Regions from separate parts of the Mus musculus genome. Here region 2 is linked to region 1. The links are chromatin contacts, called in public HiChIP or PLAC-seq maps. All regions are on one chromosome and are shown on one strand. Each heading gives the region's core, a stretch centred on a gene start, on an enhancer-like site or on the middle of the called end of the contact. The rest is flanking DNA. Distances are from core to core; before and after follow the strand shown. Region 1 overlaps 2210408F21Rik (RIKEN cDNA 2210408F21 gene). Region 2 overlaps 2210408F21Rik (RIKEN cDNA 2210408F21 gene).

Region 1 (6,629 bases), core at 1,758-4,257:
CACCTTCCCAGACTCTCATTCACCACTCTGAATCCATTTCTGCTGTGTTATGTTAGTTTGCTTCTCTGTGACTATGATAACACACTGACAAGAGTAACTTGGGGAGGAAGGGTTTATTTCCTCTTACAAATCACAGTCCATCATCAAAGGAAGCCAAGGAACAGGGAGGCAAGATCTGAAGAAGAGACCACAGAGAAATTCTGCTTGCTGGGTTGCTTCCTCTGGCTTACTGAGCTGCCTCTTGTATATAGTAAAGGCCCATCTGCCTAAGGAAAGCACTGCCCATTGTGGACTGGACCCTGCTTCATCAATTAGCAATCAAGGAACTGACCTGACGATGTGCCCAAGGGCCAATTCGACGGAAGTCATTCTTCAGTTAAGATTCCCTTTTCTGCATGCAGTACGACTAAGTGTTTTGTCAAGTTACAAAAATTAACCAGCAAAGTTGTGTTGATGATTTCTAAAGCGATTTCATCCTGCTTCTAGATCCAGCTGCCTACCTCTCTGCTCGAACGTGGCCAAGGCTTAAATGTGTCTCTGCCTCCCCTGCAGCTTCTCCATCTCGTCTTCATATTTTTTGTTGTGTTAATGAATGACATCTGATCCACCCTGCATATATCCCAAATCAATCCCCAGTCTTGGCATCAGCCTTGGTGAAAGGCCACACTTTCAGTAGATTCTGTGTCCCCTAGCAGATGCTGTGTAAGCTTCTGTTTCATTTGGGCCTCTTTGCTCCGCCAGCCTCACCTCTCACTGATCTGGATGGTGTTCTCTGTCTTGGTTACATGGAAGAACTTCGAGATGCAGACACTCAGCCTGCAACCATTACCATGACTTCCCCAGGGTGTACCTTCCATGCTCCCTACCTGAAAAATACTTCCCACCGCCATGGATAGGACTGACTCCTGCACATCACAAACTGCCCACTCCTCTTCATAAAGTCCTGACAATCACCTCTGCCTTTACTGCTTTTATCTTGCCCTTTCCTGAAGGACTATATTTAGTGTATCTACCTTTATATTCTTAGTAGCAAAGAAAGTATTTGGTAAAAACTAGTTCGTCAAGAAAGAAAGAAAGAATGAATGAATGAATGAATGAATGAATGGCTGTAAATAGCAGAAGTGGGCTGGGAAGATTGCTGAGTTAGGAAAGTGCTTGCTCTGCCAGTATAAGAACTGGACTTTTATTCCCAATCCCCATATGGAAAGCTAAGGGCAGCAGTGGGCTCCTGTAATCCCACCACAGTCGAGGCAGAGATAAGAGGATCCCTGGGGCTTGGTGGTGCCGCGACGACATAGATGATAATGATGATGACAGCAATTACGGAAGAAGCTTGATGTCAACCTCTGGTCTCCATGCACATGTGCATGTGCACCTACCACATATCCACAAAGACAGGCAGGAACATGTAAAGAAATGCACACACATACACACAAACACACACAAAATGAGAAGGAGGAGGAGGAAAAAGAAATATCATGGGGTATTATTGTGAGAATATATAACAAAAGTTCTCATCAAAAGAATACAATTAGTATTTTACAACGCAAAAATATATGAAATCCCATTCACATCAAAAGTTACTTCCAAGTTGTCCCCTGTGGTCTTCTTTTCCAAAGCTCATTGCCCAGACTTTGAGCCATTTTCTGGGCTCACCCTAATATCCACCCCTTGACTCTCTGTAAGTGACTGAACTCGTGACTGGCTCCGTGTTGAGAACGTGGGGGATCAGAATAAGGTGAGTTGTTGCCTCAAAGCTTGTCTCTATCATTTCGTTTGTAACCATTCACTGCATGTCTTGAGCAAAACTCTGAAAATTCTCTCAAGTGACCGCACCAGCAGGTGTGTCTGGCCTCCCGGTGACTTGACTTGTTCCTACACTGTTTGTGTAGTCTACGAGTGCCAGGAAGCAGGAGCCTTTCTTGGGAGGCCAATTTTCCTTTTTTTGTTTCAAGACAAATTAAATTCTTCATCTTCGCTATATTGACTTCTTTAAAAATGTGATTTCTCATAGAGAAAAAGAATTTTGAGGAATCAGAAAGACTCGCTGCTCATGGTGGGGCACTTCTTGGGCCAAATGTGTGCCAAAAATTAGGGACAGGAGTAGTGTTGTCACAGACAGCTGTGCACCAGACATCTGGTTCCCATACAGCCCCTCCTACATCCCCAATTCCAAGCTTCCCCAGCCCCGTACTTGCTGCGACCAAATACCTGAGGAAAAGTCGAGGAAGGGAAGTTAGGGTACAAGCCATCATGGCAGGGAAGGCAAATCAGTAGTCGGACTGTGAAGCAGCTGGTCACATTATGTCCCCAGTCACCAGAGAGAGAGTGATGAAGGCCAGTGGGCAGCTACAGCTCCTTTTTATTCGGTTCAGGATCCCATTCCATGGAATGGTCCCATCTGAAGTCAAAATACATCTTCCATGTTCAGTTAACCTCTCTGGAAACACAGTCATAAGATGCAGCCCAGAGGCCTGTTTCCATGGTGATTCTAAATCCAATCAAGATGACTGAAGATTAACTGCCCTGCTGGCCTTCTAGAATGTACACTTCAGGGCGGGCAGAGAGCTTGTTTGGTTTAGTGCTACAGGCTCAGTACTTGAAACAGTATATGGAAGACACTCACCCAAAAATTTGTTGATTGAATGATGTTATTAAAGGTTCTTTGGGATTTTTTTTTGTTCTGTTTTTAAGGTGCTGAAATGTGCATGGGTCTCTGGGGCTCCAATACAGGTCTGGCCCATGTCCCTGTCCCACCCACCTTGACATTTTTATTGATGACTAAGATGATAACGTTGATGGCATGCTAAGCAGATTTCCAGATGACACACAAGTAGAGGGTTAGTAACTTAATGGATACAGTCAGAGTCCCCTCTACCCTAGTGCTGATGGGATGCAGTGGTGAGTCACCTGACAATATGAAGTTAATGGGTACAAATATCAAGTCCTCAAAGATCTCCGAATCCAATTAAACAGGTACAGAGTGGGCGCGAGATGACTTGCAAGCACACACACACGTCAGGAAGATTTAGAGCCTCCTGTGGCTTGTGAGTGGTGAGTCAACACCGTATGATGTCCCTTTCGAAAAAAATCAATCTCCTGTATTAATAGCAATAGAACATTGGAGAGTGGAGCTGGCTCTCCAGTGCTCACTGGGGAGCAGACCACATTCGCTCTGTTTTATGAATTCTGGGCTCAGACAGAGATATTGAGAGACAGGAGATTATCTAAGAAGAAAACAGAATGGTAAAGGTTCTGGTGAACACCATTATTCAGATACAGAGAGGATCAAAGGCCGTGATGAGTGTGTGTGTGTGTGTGTGTGTGTGTGTGTGTGTGTCACAAGCAGTTTAGATAGTTGTCTTCTAAATTCTGAACTTTAAGAGAAGATTAAATTTCTTCTGTGTCATTTTCTTCTGTGTCATCTAAATGTCTGACGGAGTGCCAGTTACTAGATGTAAGCAAGTGCATTTCAGTACCTTGGGGATTGATCACAAACTATATTCGCTTAGCCATCAAATAGACAACTGCAGGAAGGAACACATTCCTTGGCTTTGGTAGGTGCTCCATAAATTCTTTCTTATCTGAAAAGAAGAAAGAAACCACATAAGCCTTTGATGCATCTGAAATGGCATCGTAGTAGGTTCTACAGGAAGGAAAACACGTTCTTTCTGGGTGGTTCTCTGGTGGCAAGAGACAAACGTAATGATCCCTAGTAAAGGACTGGCGAATTGTTGCTCAATTATTTTGACAATAACCATTTAAGAAAGTACTTGTTGAGTATCTATTCTGGGTTAGGTGCAGCCACTATGTTGGGGATGTAGAGGTAGTTTGGAGAGAAAGCTGTTAGTATGGGGTGAGGGTGATGTAGAGATGGACAGACAGGTAAGTAGATCCTCAAGGTACTGTAACAGGTGCTTTGTGGGTAGTGGCAGAGGCAGTGGTGGTGTGCCTGTGTGTTCTTGACAGCATTGACATTTAACAAAGAAGAAGACCGAGGCACGAGCTTGAGATAAATTGCTTAGAGTAACATAGCTTCAAGGTGGAAAACTGGGGTTCGTGTCTGTGCGATGGACATTAGCAGATGTGCTTCTTGCTACACTGAGTTATCTTCACTAACACATCCCACCACCACCACCACCACCACCACCACCACCACCACCACCACCACCAAGAGCTAGAGCCCACACAACTGGACTCTGAGTCCAAGTTGCTTTCTTTCACATAACCCTGTTCCTTGGCAGATGTTGCATCCATATGGGAAGAAATGGTCACATAGGTACAAAAGTGGTTATGTAGATCTTGTATCCCAGGTGATTGGGGGAACCTCATGGTGAAAGCTATGATGTGCTTTGACATGGTCACCAACATGGTTTAGACCTGTGGTTCTCAATCTTTCTCATTCTGCAACCCTTTAATATGGTTCCACATGTTGTGATGACCCCCCCAATCATGTAATTATTTTCATTATTACTACGTAAGTGTAATTTGTCTACTGTTATGAATTATAATGTAAATATGTAATATACAAGGTATCTTATATTTTACCCCTGTGAAAGGGTCATTCAACTTCCCAGAGGGGTCAAGACCCAGGTTGAGAACCACTGGTTTAGACTTTCTGTGCTTTAGGGGTGCGGGACTTTTAACAGCAGTGAAAAACAGTTTATCCATGGAGCTGGAGTCTAGGTAGCAGGGGATATGACTTGCAGTTCCTAGCAACTGGCCATCAACCCTTCCCCTGAAGCCCTTTGAAATACAATTTAAATTCTTTTCTAGGAAGAAGAGAATAAAATATAAAGTTTTACAAATAAAACTAGTTACATTGAATACCCCATACATGAGCAGAGGAGGAATAGAACACCTAATTGCTTAAATTTTCCAAGCCTTCTTACACTGGAAAATAGTTCCACCCAATATGCCTGTGCCTCCTAATTGAGTTGGGCTGGAGCTGTGGCAAATCTGACTGAGAATGGGTTATTAAATGACTGAAGTAGGTGACCCCTTCGTCGATAATTACCATTTATGCTGATGCAGGCTTGACCTATGTGATCAAAGCGATTGTGTTGGTAAGCTACCCATCTCCTGTAATTTTTGGAGATTTGGTAATTTCGAAATGGGCTGCAGGCTGGGATTTCTGCGGTCTGCGGTGGAGCTGCTAAAGGTCAGTGTAGTCTTCCCTCCCGGGGGTGGGGGTGGGGGTGGGGCTTGGAGTCTGATTGCCTCCAATGTTTTAGCTCCTCCTTTCCAGGTGGGAGGGGCTTGGGGTCTGATTGCCTCCAGTGCTTAGGTTCCTGTCGTCCAGTGTGTAGGGACCTAGTAGATTCAGACGGTTTTTAGCCTTCGGTGGATATCTGTCTTCTTGGCTTCCAGTCCCTGGAAACATTTGTTCAGCTAGTGGTGGCAGAGTTTCCTCATGCTTTATTTTCGTTGCTCCTATTTCTTTCATTTGAGCCTGCTTTCGAGGTGTTGCTTAACCTGTGTTTGTGTCTGCAGAAATCCTCCTGTTAGAACTCCCATGTAACCTTATAGCAGCGCTCAGCTATGTGATGCACATCTTCTTAGGATGCCGTGTAACGTTAGCAGCAAGAACAGGGATCTGTGTGGGAGGGCGGACTTAAATGTCTCATTGGATTTAACGTTTAGCATTTAAAGGATTTTTTTTTAATTACAAAGGATCCATGGTTTTATAAATATTTTTTTCCATTTTATCACTCAGTCAGTAAAACTTGGAAAATTATTCTCTTGCATATTCCATTCTTTAAACCTGAAGGTAAATTGCTTTAACGAGAACACATTCCAAACAAATACTTTTTCATAAAGCTAAGAGTAAATGAACAGAGCGGGCTCTCCTGGCATTTAGATGTATGTCTAATTAGAACTTCCAGCATTTCAAACCTATAATTTGCCAAAGTTGAGGTTTCTAATTCCAAATGTTTAGCCCACTGGGTTGGAACAAGTGACCCTTGCTGGAAAGATGTCAAGATTCAACTTTCTTTGGTTGACTTCTACTTTGTCATCAAAATGTTGTCATCAAAAGTCTGTCTATTCCCAGACTTAAGCCACACGAGCTCCCTTTAATTTTATTAACATCCAGGCAGAAAGGGAACGGCTGTTTCTTCCCTCCTCAGTGATGCCTAATTCTGGGGTCTGTTTACAGAGGGAGTCTCCTCCTCAGCCGGCTCCATCTTCACACTAGTCAATGTCAACATTTTGTACATCTTCCAAGGGGTGGAGGAGTCTTAGGTAGAAATCAGCCATACAGTTGATTTGATACACTGCCTAGCTCAAGGTTAAGTCTTAGATACTCTAGACAGTGGCAGACATTGCCAGTTGCCTTTGTTTATAACTTGAAACTGATCTTGTAAGATTTAGAATAACTAGATTATTATGTGACCTTGAACAAGCAATTTAATTTGATTTTTTTTGATTGCTTGTGATGCTGGGATTAAACTCAGGACATTGTGTGTGGTAGGCAAGCATTTTATCTCTGAACTGTATCTCCAGCCCTTTAGCCTATTTTCTGATTTTTAAAAAATATTTTTAATTTTAATTTTAGTTACAAGTATATGCATGCGTCCGTTCAGGTTAATACAGTCGCCCGAGTTGGCCAGAAGAGGGAGGTGGAGCCC
Region 2 (7,286 bases), core at 3,622-6,121, 81 kb after region 1:
AGGCGGTCTTCTTCTCAAGATATATTCAGGGACGTTTTGTTTTACTTTGATTTATGGCAGTGTGGATTGAATATAGGGTCTATATCAGGCTCCTGTCAGCAAGCACTTGTTGGCATCCACAATAGAACTGAAGGAGCTTGCAGCCCCATAGGAGGAAAAACAATATGAACTAACCAGTACCCCCAGAGCTCCCAGGGACTAAACTACCAACCAGACCCATGGTTCCAGCCTCATATGTAGCAGAGGATGGCCTTGTTGGGCATCACTGGGAGGAGAGGCCCTTCGTCCTGAGAAGGCTCGGTGCCCCAGTGTAGAATGCCAGGACAGGGAAGCAGGAGTGGGTGGGTTGGTGAGCAGGGGGAGGGGGGATTGGAGAGGGGGTTTTCGGAGGGGAAACCAGGAAAGAGGATAACATTTAAAATGTAAATAAAGAAAATACCTAATTTAAAGAAAAAGAAAATAGGGTCTAGCACATACTAAAAAAATATTCTACCATGGAGCATCATTCTCAACCCTCAAGATGTATTAGCAGGTTGGAAAAAGTGAGGTGGGAAATCAAACAGACTTCATGTATGAACAGGGAAGTGCTGTCTGTTTGTGTTTGTTTGCATATAGGAAACACGGGAATGATATGCGAGAAACCATGGAGACCAGGGTGAGGGCAGAGGGAGAGTTAGAGCATCCCTGAGAGTGGAGCCTCGTGTATTCATTTAAATATCTTCTCCTTATCTATTTATAAAAATGCATAATTAAAAATGCCTCATTCTGTTGCAGAGGAGTGTTCCACTGACTGACCTCTTTTTGTTTTCAAATGAAGAGGAGCCAAGAATAGGACAGCTTGGGAAGGTGAGCTGCGTATAGCTCGTCAGGCTGAGGTAAAAATCATGTTGAATGTGGAGCCGTTCTTGTTTTAACAAGTCTGTACTTGGCTGATTAGGGCTTTCAATAGAATGCAAAGGACGTGAGAGCAACGACGAGCTGGCTTTATGTGGGATCGTCTAAAAAGTTTCTGAGAGCTTTTCTGTTAATCATCTTTGTTGATTTTCATAATGGTCTTGTCTTACTTAGCTTTCCTCCACTGTAACAAAATACCTAAGATAATTAACTTATCAAGAGAGAAGGTTTATCTTGGCTTTCTGTCATAGAAGTTCCACTTGGCCTCAGTCTTTGAGCCTGTGCTTAGACGGCACTCTGTGGTAGCAGTGAGAGACTGAGGAAAACTTCCCCCTCATGTCTAAGAAGCAAAGAGAGAGGGGGGTGAAAGTCCCATACTCCCTTCTGAGGGCAGTCCCTCAGTGATCCCACAATGTCCCACTACCACCTTATTCTAGCACGACCTTGGAACCAATTTTTTTTAATTTAACTTTTTATTGATTCTTTGTGAATCACATCATGCACATTAGTCCCACTATTCTCCCCGTTCCCTGTATTTCCTCTCTGCCCTTGCAGCCCCCATAAAATATACATAGATAGAGAAATAAATAAATAAATAAATAAATAAATAAATAAAATCTCTTTGTCTAAGTTTTAATATGTCACAGTGTGTCACACTGTATACCCTATGTCCACACTTCTTTTCTTGTAAATGTTCATTGCAATGAGTCATTTGTCTGGTTCCAGGACTCTGGCTTCTGCTACCCTACCAATACTGGATCCTCATGGGACTCCTTTTGGGTATCCTGTTGTTGCCCTGTGTCATGGAGATCTTGCAGCTTTGGATCTGCAGGATTGACCTTGGGACCAATCTTAACATTTAGATATTTGGAAGCCAGTCAGTATATGAACTGGAGCAATCCCTAATAATTATTAAAACTAAAATTAATCTTTTGTTTGGAAAGATATTTTCAAGGGCATGGTATAAACTTGTCTATAAGTCCATGCTAGACATATTAGCCAGTCCAGTCCCTTTCATTTCTGGGTAGTCTCATCACTAGAAGAACAGTGTGGCAAAGCTTAGTGCATCACAGCATTTCCTCATATATTTTCCCATTAAATCTTTCCATCGGCCATGCATGTTAATCAGGGTTGGTATTACCTCAGATTTAGAGATGAAAGACAATGGTGACCACTAGAAACAAAGTAAGACCCATGAAAAACCAGGGATGTAGGACTTTTAATATAGAAAGCATTCCTACCTATCACTAGTTGAAACACAGATATTGGTCAAGGATATAATTTTAAAATATATATATACAAAAAGACTGTAGTGGCAATCCAATAAATTTTTAGAAACAATTTTTTTTTTAACTTTTCCGTGTTTTGAGACAGGATTTCTTTATGTTGCCTTGGCTGTCCTGGAACTCACTTTGTTGACCAGGCTGGCCTCAAACTCAGAAATCCGCCTGCCTCTAATATAAGTATTCTTCTCAGTCCAGAAAAAGATGGGTCAGATGACACAGTAAGAAAATGGGATGCCAAACTACTGATTTTTTTTTAAGAGCTGGGGGGAGAGAAAGCTTAGTCTGTAAAGGAGGTCCTGTCTAAACTTGATGCTTATTTATAGTTTAACTCCCATGTGGAAAATCCAGGTACGAAGGTGTGTACTTGTAAACCTAGTGACAGAGAAGCAGAGACTTGAGACATCTGGGCCTTGCTGGCCTAACTGTCAAGTCCCAGAACACAGTGAGAGACCCTGTCTCAAAACTCAAGGTAGAACAACTGAAGAATAGCACCTGAGACTGTCCTCTGGCTTCCACAAGGACACACATGTACAAATACAGACGCATGTACACATGCACACACCTACACATAAACACAAAATTATGTTCAGGAACTATGCAAAGAAGAAAAAAAGCATAAGCTAGTAAAATATGCAGAAATGTGTGTATGTGCTTTAAAACCAGTGAACTCTGAAAGACTGTTAATAAGCAGAGCTGCCAAAAGTGATTTAAGTTTGGGAAGCTAAGTTGGTTCCTTCAAAGCTTTAAGCCTAAGCTGTTCCCTGTCTTGCCAATCTATTCAACTGGGTCACTTCGTTCAAAGGAGACCAGTTAATACGGACTGAAAATTGGAGAAGGCAGCCGTTGGTGAGCTTTGCCAAATGCCTTCCGCTTTAGCGGTTCACAGGAGACCTGGAAGGCTGTTTGCATCTAAGTGGCCTTGACTCTACAGAACCATCCCATTCAGCAAAGGTTTCAAGTGTCTTCGAACACGCCTGGCTTCTAAATGCTTGTATGGAATTCAGCCCTTACCTGAATTTGCATTTGGAGTCTATGTATTCCGTGTTGTCACTCATCTCCTAAGGAGGCATTCAAATGAGTTTCCCTTTTTAAGATTTTTTTTTCTCTTTTTTTTCCCAGATGACTGTTTACTGCACAGGCCCACCAGCATATCCAAAATGTCTTCAGTCTCTCTGTCTTTCAGGATGAGCCCAATACTCCCTGGTAGAGCCTAGCATGGCAGAGGCCTTGGGTTTGATCTCCAGTGTAGACGAATGAACCATTTCTTCTTACCCACGTGCAGCTCTGACGACTTTTCTCTTTATTTTCATCAGAATAAGCCTGCTATGATCAGCACACTCAACACTCTCCAGCACTTCCATAATTATCAGACAGATGGGGTTATAATGTTATAAAACAGCCAGCATTAAATACAGGCAACATGATGGTGACAGAAAAGTAGTTAGCCAAGGCTGAAATTAACAACAGCCAACCAACACTGTTGCTGTCTGTTGGGGCCAGGGATGCTGAAATTCTATGGCTTTTTTTTTTTTCTTTTTTTGAAAGGTGACAGGTTGCCAAGCTGCCAAGAACTCCTGCCTCTGCTCATACTGCTCTGCTGAAGTACATTTGCGACATCAACCATCAAATTACATATAAATATGTAATCAACTAAAGTTATTTATAGCTAGCTCAGTGGGTTTACGTTGACGGAATGGGCTGAGGCTGCCGGTTTGATCCTTTGCCACTTATTTGACACATGAAGAAAATTCATCACCTAGTAGTCTGTCCCTACACTCGACCAGGTCACAAAGCTGTGATCTTCCAGAGACCTGGTTCTACTGTGTAGGTGGACAGTCATATCATTTCAGGTACAACCTCATATGGCAATGTAAGTACTAACCTTCAAAACAATAATCAGCCTTGGAATCTTCCATCTCAAAACCTCAATTAGCCATTCACAAAGGAGAAGATGCCTTAGTCATATGTTTAGAACCATTTTCAATATATTTATAAGCACAGGTTGGATCACAGTGTTCTCAAATGTAAAACACTTCTTTAAAAAAAAAAATCAAAAGAGCTTCCCCCCCCCCTGCCCCGCCCCGCCCCATAATGTACTAGAAACCTAGAGGGTGGGTCCTGGTTCTGCTCACTGCCTGGGACCTGATGACAATCCCTGCTGAGTTTGTGCCCTGAGATTTGCCTGCAAGCAGTTCACTGTTCCTGGAGGATACTACACGGCTCTCAGAGCACAGAAGGCTATAGATTCACAACCCAACTTCTGGGGGTAAGAAGAAGATGGAGAAGGAGAAGAAGAAGGAAGAGGAGGAAGATGGGAAAGGAGGAGGACAAGGGGGAGGAGGAGGAGGAGGAAGATGATGAAAAGGAGAAGGATGGGGAGGAAAAGAAGGAGGGGAGAAGGGGGAAGAGGAAGAGAGGGAGAAGGAAGAGGAGGAGAAGGAGGAGGAGGAGGAGGAGGAGGAGGAGGAGGAGGAGAAGGAGAAGAAGAAGAAGAAGAAGAAGAAGAAGAAGAAGAAGAAGAAGAAGAAGAAGAAGAAGAAGAAGAAGAAGAAGCAGCCCTATCTCCCTCTGTTTGAGGCTCTGCTACCCCTCCAAACCCAAACCATCATGTATGTCCCTGGCCTCCTAGATCTGGCTTGCAGGGCTCCTTTGAGGTCTACTCCCCACTGCTTCTCTCTCCCAGTCGAGCCTTGTTCGCCCTGTTCCTCTGAGTCAGCCCGTGAGTCATCTCACTCATTAGCCGAACGAATGCCTCTCTAGCCCCTGAATCTCTTTTGTTTCCTTGCATCTAACTGGTTTTCTGGCAGCCCCCAAATCCAGAAACAACCTTGAAGCTGGAGGGTGGCTTGCTACCAAGATGGTCTGCTCAGTGGAGAGGCTGGGAGAGGGCAAGTTGAATTAAGATGGAGGTGCTGGTGTGTACACTGTGGCCTCGGGGTGGGGGTGGAGGCAACTTCAGTGCCCAGAATCCATGCCTCTGTCCATTCATAGGACGGCACAAGATTACTAGATCTTGGTGTCCCCCACCCCTGCTCCCCACTTCTTTCTTTTTTAAACAGACTCTCATTATGCAGCCCTGGCTTGTCCAGGACTTGCTGTGTAGATCAGGCTGGCCTCAAACTCACAAAGATTTGCCTGCCTCTGTCTCCCAAGTACTGGTTTGAAGGGAGAGCAAACCACACCCAGCTACCCTTTTCCTTCTCTTTCTTGTCTTTTTGTCCTCTCCTCCCAACCCTCACCCCTCTCTCACACACACACCTTTGGATGATACCAGGAGAAAGCTTATGGACTGTACTAGTGATAGACAGGCAAAGAGCAGTAAGTATTCTTAGACCACATGTTGTTTTTTCTCCAGTTCCTGCAGGCGTATCTTTCCGTCACAGTTCTCTTGATGTTACATCCCACGACGCTTCCCCTCCTGAAGAGGTGGATGGGAAAGGATGTGTGAGAGATGGGGGGTCATCCTAGTTGAGGCCTCCTGGGTCTATCCAGATGCCCAGTGAAAGGATGCTAATAAGAACTCTAAATTCACTTGTTGGAGCAGCGGCACCATGGCACCTTTATTAATTCATTAATCTTAAAGCCCTTTGTAAAGTGGAGAACATTCGACTTGGCTGAGTGTGACACTTTTCATTAAATCCAGCAATTTAGTTTCGAAGGGCTCCTTGGAGACCACCTGCGCATTCCATCCCGGCGGCAATGGCAGAGCACCTGTGTAGAGTGAGCCTGGCAGAGGCTGCCCTAGGACTGCACTGTAAAGCCTGTGCGTGCAATCACTGTAAGATCTGTGCATGCAGTCACCCGGGGAGCTAGCTGAGATGCCGGCTCCAGTTCAAGAGGCCAGATGGAAGGCAGTCTAATGCTCATCTGTAAGTTCCCTGGAGGTCCCGCTACCCCAGGGGCCACACATGGAATATACCAAGACTCCAGCGGCTCTGCAGAAAGCAGAGCAAAGCTTGCTCGTTCCTTGAGAAACAACCTGCAGGTTAGGGACACTGCCCTCCACATTCCTCCTCCTCCTCAGATGACGACATTTGTCTACCAGGCCCAGACAATGCTGGACTGTTCCTTCTGAGGCTGCCAGCTCTTTTCTGTCTCCACTCTCAGTCGGGGGTGTTAACATTGAGAGATTTAGGTTTGGGATTAGTGCAGGAAAAAAAATGGTTCCATAGATTTTCAGCCTTGACTGTGAGGTCTCATTTAGCTCACGTTACCCGGAAGCTTAGAACACATACGTAGGCAGAACTTGAACAACAATAAACCATTTCTTTGATTGTTACAGGGAGTTCTTTGCTTATTATTTGGAAAGTCAATCTTTTGCTTATTCTTTCTACTGGATTTTTTTGCCTTTTAATTATTAACATATTTAATTATTAACTTAAGATAGCCCTTTGTTACAATAATCAGGAGAAAAATTCCGCCCCTATATATATATTTTTTTACTTTATTAATCTCAGAGTTTAGAAACTTAGCTTGTAGGCAGACATTAACTTTCAGGTTGATTTATTCAAGCATGGTGACACACACACACACACACACACACACACACACACACACATAGCTGCTGTGCTCAGGAAGCTGAGTCAAGAGAGTGATGTGTCACCTGAGGCTACCCATGGCTATCCAGTGAATTCTAGGCTTGCCTGGACTACAGGGCGAGCTCCTGTCTTTAAAACGCTTTCTCTTTGTTGCTAATCTGAGCAAGCCCTGTTGCAGTACAGTCCATCTCTGTGAATAGAAATATTGAAGATGACTGCACATCTTGGGGACTGTTAGGCACGAAGAGGAAGTACCTGTGGGCCAACACAGGCCCTGCTAAGTTTGCTCCCAGAGCCTATAGTAATCTAGTAGCTTTACCGAGCCTCATGCAAGGCACAGGTGACAGCTTTTGACAAATGCACTTAGTTTGCTTCTGGAATATAAGCAAACACACATTTATTACATTGATTTGGCACTTGCAGGGACTCTCTGTCGTGTCCTTGGTTCTGATGGTTCTGAGAATCACAGGGTACTGTTGGAGGCTGCCTATTAAGAGCTTCCTCTGTTAGAGGAGCCTATGATTTGTGCCAGCCTTTGGCCTCCTCCTCCACCCCTCACTAAGCCTGC

Evidence for each region. HiChIP or PLAC-seq counts read pairs in DNA pulled down with a chosen protein or histone mark.
Region 2: a contact with region 1 is called in an HNF4G HiChIP or PLAC-seq map of pancreatic cancer cells. The contact joins two enhancer-like sites. A contact is called at or near these places in 1 of 15 datasets of contacts at CTCF or cohesin (CD8 T cells), 5 of 484 Hi-C or Micro-C datasets (adipose-derived mesenchymal stem cells, cortical neurons, liver and 1 more) and 2 of 115 datasets of contacts at active chromatin or transcription factors (embryonic stem cells and pancreatic cancer cells).

What each region holds. Positions count from the first base shown.
Region 1 is chr6:31,248,199-31,254,827 of GRCm38.p6, forward strand. All of the region lies in intron 1 of 2210408F21Rik (RIKEN cDNA 2210408F21 gene), which reads left to right. Among named protein-coding and RNA genes, the nearest start is that of Gm38782, 8.1 kb to the left of the region's middle. Within about 2 kb of position 3,008, at least 6 of the 459 cell types and tissues checked have an H3K27ac peak or open chromatin away from gene starts, as enhancers often do. A contact at or near this core is called in pancreatic cancer cells, where this site is marked.
Region 2 is chr6:31,327,515-31,334,800 of GRCm38.p6, forward strand. 2210408F21Rik (RIKEN cDNA 2210408F21 gene) reads left to right here. Exons shown (of 6, transcript NR_040262.1): 3 at 818-846. Among named protein-coding and RNA genes, the nearest start is that of Mkln1os, 68 kb to the right of the region's middle. Within about 2 kb of position 4,872, at least 84 of the 459 cell types and tissues checked have an H3K27ac peak or open chromatin away from gene starts, as enhancers often do. A contact at or near this core is called in pancreatic cancer cells, where this site is marked.